2 separate regions of the Sus scrofa genome follow, and region 2 is linked to region 1. The links are chromatin contacts, called in public HiChIP or PLAC-seq maps. All regions are on one chromosome and are shown on one strand. The core of a region is the stretch at or near the end of the contact, and the rest is flanking DNA. Distances in the headings are between cores, read along the strand shown. Region 1 overlaps LOC106510207 (a long non-coding RNA gene). Region 2 overlaps VAV3 (guanine nucleotide exchange factor VAV3).

What was found. HiChIP or PLAC-seq counts read pairs in DNA pulled down with a chosen protein or histone mark.
Region 2: an H3K27ac HiChIP or PLAC-seq map of alveolar macrophages shows a contact between it and region 1. The contact joins two enhancer-like sites. A contact is called at or near these places in 1 of 47 Hi-C or Micro-C datasets (embryonic fibroblasts) and 1 of 2 datasets of contacts at active chromatin or transcription factors (alveolar macrophages).

Annotation. Positions count from the first base shown.
Region 1 is chr4:111,781,452-111,784,151 of Sscrofa11.1, reverse strand. The region is part of intron 3 of LOC106510207 (a long non-coding RNA gene); the gene reads right to left. Among named protein-coding and RNA genes, the nearest start is that of VAV3, 42 kb to the left of the region's middle. Within about 2 kb of position 1,366, at least 12 of the 83 cell types and tissues checked have an H3K27ac peak or open chromatin away from gene starts, as enhancers often do. A contact at or near this core is called in alveolar macrophages, where this site is marked.
Region 2 is chr4:111,987,592-111,990,291 of Sscrofa11.1, reverse strand. All of the region lies in intron 2 of VAV3 (guanine nucleotide exchange factor VAV3), which reads right to left. Among named protein-coding and RNA genes, the nearest start is that of VAV3, 160 kb to the right of the region's middle. Within about 2 kb of position 1,406, at least 3 of the 83 cell types and tissues checked have an H3K27ac peak or open chromatin away from gene starts, as enhancers often do. A contact at or near this core is called in alveolar macrophages, where this site is marked.

The DNA of each region.
Region 1 (2,700 bases), core at 117-2,616:
TCTGGAAAAACTCCTCTTTCCTGGGCACTCGGGAAATTGAGAAGCCACTTTTCTCTCCCTCATTCCGTTCCTGCTCCTTCCTTTGCATTGATTCACTCCCTCTTGACCTCACTGTTTCCTCCAAGCATATGAAGGGTGTGTCCTCAGTCATTCTCCAGAGTCAACCGCTGGGAGCTTCGAACTCCCTCCCCCTTGGAATAGACCTCTCCAGGCCTCACTGTCCTAGCACAAGGGTTAGTACAGGGTTCTCACTCAAAACACTTTTTTTTTTTTTTTTTTTTGTCTTTTTGCCATTTCTTGGGCCATTCCCGCAGCAGATGGAGGTTCCCAGGCTAGGGGTCGAATCGGAGCTGTAGCCGCCAGCCATCACCAGAGCCACAGCAGCAAGGGATCCGAGCCGTGTCTGCAACCTACACCACAGCTCACGGCAACACCGGATCCTTAACCCACTAAGCGAGGCCAGGGATCCTCATGGTTCCTAGTCGGTTTCGCTAACCACTGAGCCACGACGGGAACGCCTCAAAACCCGTTTTTATATGTTCATTACCCTGTCTCAGCTATGCCGCGGGTACTACTTCTTAAACCACACGGATTCTAGGAGGAACGTTTTTATTACCCTGGATAAGTTTAGATTTGCATAGTGAGGGAGAAGATGAGAAAATGGGCAGCACATAGTTAATACCAGGCCAGGTTTCCTTAAAGAGGTAGCAAAAAACAAAGCCAGCTGAGTACCCACCTGGGCTGCAGCAACTGAAAATACATAGCTTGTGTGGGTTTGGACATTTCTAGATGGAGCGTCTTCCCCGGCAGCCTTCATTTCGAACTGCTTTATGTTTCTTTGCGACTATCACTGCGGCTACCGCTATCAGTAATAAAATTAATAATACCATCCTGGCCTCTTCAGCCATCTCAAATTTCCATCCATCTGAGCCCACAGGAGAGACGGCCAGCCTGCGACACTGCAGTTGAATGATAATTAAGTGATCTTTCAATGGCACAAAGGAAAGAATCAAGGGCCTGTTTAAAACTCTTCCCTTCGATCTATTCCAGATGGGAATCAATAAAGCATCCCTGCCTGGTCCCAGACTGCCCTGAAAAATAGCCCACAATGACCAACCCCACAGCCTCCCCTAAAGATGTCCAGACCCGAGCCCTCTCTGTCTACAGACAAACTCCAAGAGCCAGGCTAACCCATTACTACTCACTCTTAACCTGGTTTTCTGCTGCGGCTTGACCACGAGCCAAGCAAAATGAACATTCATGTGGTGGACTTGGCAGCGGCCCCACTCCAGACTGTGCTTTTCCACAGGCCAAGAGAGGCTTTGAAGCTGCCCTGCCCCCTCTGCTTTGTCCTAAGCGGGGAATCACCTCTGGAGGAGCCGAGGTCAGCCAGCGTTGAGTCACAATGCCCTTCAGGTCAGGCGACATTCAGGAAGGGCTGGCCCATTGGCCTCATGACTGAGCAGAATGACGGGGCCAATTTCTTGGGCTTCAAAAGAGGCCAGACATTATGCAAGCACCTTTTTGCTGCATCTCTAGGGTAAAGAGTTCAGCAATTTACATCTATACCTTTTTTTTTTTTTTTAGGGCCCCACCTGTGGCATAGGGAGGTTCCTTCCAGGGGTCAAATTGGAACTACAGCTGCCAGGCTACAACACCAGCAACTACAGCAACACCAGATCTGAGCCACTTCTCCGACCTACACCACAGCTCACAGCAACGCCACTTCCTTAACCCATTGAGTGAGGCCAAAGATCCAACCCACATTCTCAAAGGATACTATGTTGGTTTCTTAACCCATTGAGCCACAGTGGGAACTCCTACATTCATACTTTAACGTAAGAATGTCCTTTTGCTGGTATTTATTGAGTTGGAAGAGTCCCCCAGTGCAAGGCTGTAGAAATATTTTGCAAACTCACACTCAGTTTACCAATAATTAAGTACAGGACATAAAATCATTTATGGTCAGGATTCACTACAAAGAACCCAAGAGCGAATGGATGGATAGAAGAACAGATGAAGTTAGAAAACCAAATGAGGGAAAGGAATACATGAACAGAGACTCGGCAAGTGTCAAGGAATCTGGGTTCGATCCTTGGCCTCAGTCAGTGGGTTAAGGATCCAGTGTTGCTGCAAGCTGCAGAGTAGTTCACAGATTTGGCTAGGATCCATGTTGCTATGGCTGTGGTGTAGGTCGCAGCTGCAACTCCAATTAGACCCCATCCCAGGAACTTCCCTATGCCACAGGTGCAGCCCTACAAAGAAAAGAAAAAAAAAAAAAAGAAATCACTCTGGGATCTGACATTTCAAAGAAGCTGAGGATAAAAGCATCTTCAGGGTACCAAAAATGATCACCCATCTGTAAAAGAAACTTGGGACTCTCCCTCATCTCTTGAGCGATGTTTCCTTCTTCCAAGCTGCCCTAGGATAATAACACTGTGAGGGCAAAAGGTCCATCAGCATCAGATGCACAACCTTTCTTGGCACACACAGTTCCACCGGAAATCCAGGCAGTTATTGGGAAGGATTAAGAAACGGCATTTGTCTTCAGGATTGAATCCCTCTAGGACTTATTATTGCAATAAGAATGATATTTTAGCAAATATTACTCTGATAAATTCTACCTCCTCCCCAAACATTTCACTTTATTCTTCCACTTTTGACATCAAGTCACCAAAGACACCACGCAGAATAAAGCAG
Region 2 (2,700 bases), core at 157-2,656, 210 kb before region 1:
CCGAGCTCTGAGGTAAGGACACCTGGCTGAGCGAGGCCACCCCTTACCGGCCTTATGGATGGTAACAACCACTCACCTGCCTCTCGGAGTTACTGGGAAAAGTAAATGCGATAACGCCCATCAACAAATGCTTAACTCAATAGATGTGAACTTTAAAAAAGAATCCCATCGCAGTAGAGTTGATTTACCATGTTGGGCTAATTTATGCTGCACAGCAAGGTGATTCAGCCACACATACACACACATCCGTTCCCATAGAGGTCGTCACAGAACACTCTCTAGATTTCTCTGTGCTACACAGCAGGTTCCTGTGGATCACCCATCCCATACACAAAAGTGTGCATGTGTCAGTCCCAGCCCCCCCAGTACTTCCCTCTCCCCTCCACCCTTCCCCGTTGGAAAGCATAAATTTGTTTTCAAAGTCTGTGAGTATGTTTCTGCTTTGTAAATAAGTTCATTTGTATCATTTTTTCACTTCTTTATCCATTCCTCTGTTGATGGACATAATAAATGTAAACTTTTATTAACATATAAAATACAATGATTATATACAAAAGAAATTTAATTGGAAGCCTTCATGCAACTTCTTCCTGGTTGAAGAGCGAGAAACCACCACCAAGATAACACCTGATATCAATTCATTTCCATAATAAAGACAGCACATCTTTAGTGAGTGTGTAAATTCAGGAGATGATGTATGAACAAATACTAAATTTATCAAAATAAACTGATTCAGGAGTTCCCTTTGTGGCGCAGTGGTTAACGAATCCGACTAGGAACCATGAGGTTGCGGGTTCGATCCCTGCCCTTGCTTAGTGGGTTAACGATCCAGCGTTGCCGTGAGCTGTGGTGTAGGTTGCAGACGCGGCTGGGATCCTGCGTTGCTGTGGCTCTGGCGTAGGCCGGTGGCTACAGCTCCGATTCGACCCCTAGCCTGGGAATCTCCATATGCTGCGGGAGCAGCCCAAGAAATGGCAAAAAGACAAAAAAAAACTGATTCAGGATAAAAATAATCATTTGCTAAATTTCTGAAAATATGCATTATTGAGTGAAGAGTCCAGCTACTGGAAGACTCCAGAATAATCCGTGGAGTAATATTTGGGCTCATGAATTAACCGCATTGTTGAATTTTAGTATGAGCCTTGTCCTGACTTGGCACTGTTTTAAAGTTACAGGGTGGAGTCAGCCTCTAATTTTTTTTTTTTTCACTGTGGTCCCAGCAGTGTCACTATTTATAAAAAGATAAATAGCAGCAGTATTAGCATGGCTACACATGTGCTGTTGCTCTCATTTACTTTAACACAAATACTAAAACACCAGAACTATTCACAAGCTGTGCCCTCCCCACAAGACTCTTATGTAGTTTGATTTTTTCATATAACTGTCCACCAGAGGGAGCCAGACGACAGTATATTCGCTTCTGCAATGCGTGTACCGTACAAACATTTCTGAAAATAAACAAGCTGAAACCATCGCCTCTTATTGACTCAAAGGGATTACTGATTACTACTCTATCATAGAAAAATACCATAAAAATATAAATCGTGGAAGAGACGGGAGGATAGTATGTAGTATGTCCTAAAGTGAATCTCTCAGGTCTATCGCTCAGGGTTATTTCTATCTTATGGTACATCAAGTCCATCCATTAACTCCAAGTTTAGCCAAAGCAAATAAAGGCTGTTTGGTCAATGCAGCATTTTTAGAACAGTGTGTATTGTATTAAGGTAAAGTGCATCCGGATTTGAAATAGACAAGTACACAAATTAATGCCAGATTCTTAAGTCCTCTGTGTGGAGACCAATCTACTGTTAGAAACATCCATCAGGAATATTTATAAAAGGAAACATCCCCAAGGGCAGTAAAAAAAAAAAAAAAAAAAAAAAAAAAGGAAGAAGAAGAAAAGACTATTTGCCTTGAAATGCCTTAATTTCGAAAATTTCACCTCAAATAATATGGAATACGGACATTTACTCTCAGAAAGAGGAGCAGCGAGTTAGATTATTTGCAAAGTAACAGGCTGACAATCAACTACTAAATCCCCAGCAGGGATTTTTCCTTCTCTACATCATCATCCATCCTTTGTTTGATAAGAAGAGTGGCATCTGTAAGAAAAAAATTCCAGATAACAATGCCTAAGAGTTGTCGTGGGAGGAAGGGGGGTGGCGTGGGCAGGCAGGCTGCTTTATGAGCGTGAGATCCCAGAATCTGTGAAGGATCAAGGGGCAAGTTGAAGAAAGACAGCGGGGTCAAACCTGCCTTTTTAGAAGATCTCAGCAAAGTGCAGGAGAGACTAGGGTAGGAGGAGGTGGCATACAGACAGGGGCCAGGAGAGCCACTAGGAGAGGTTTCTCCATTATCCAGGGAAGAAATGAGAGGTCTGAACCAAGCAGCAGCAGAGCTAGAGAAGAGGTGGACAGATGCGAAGTATTTCTCAGTAGCTGATGCACCGGGGAGGCTGAGGGAGGAGAAAGAGCTCAGGATGACCTGAGCTATTAACATCATGAAGGGCCAACTCCACTGCCGCCACCTGGAAAGCTCCAGAAGGCTGAGAGCAGGAAGCTCTGGTTCTCTGTTCCATGCATGTGCCTGACCATGTACATCACGAACTTGGCCAGGCTGGTCCCCATCCAGAGCCTTCTCTCACCTTCTCCCACCTCCAGTCTGGGTTCTTTGTGTCCCCACAGGACTCTGGACATAACT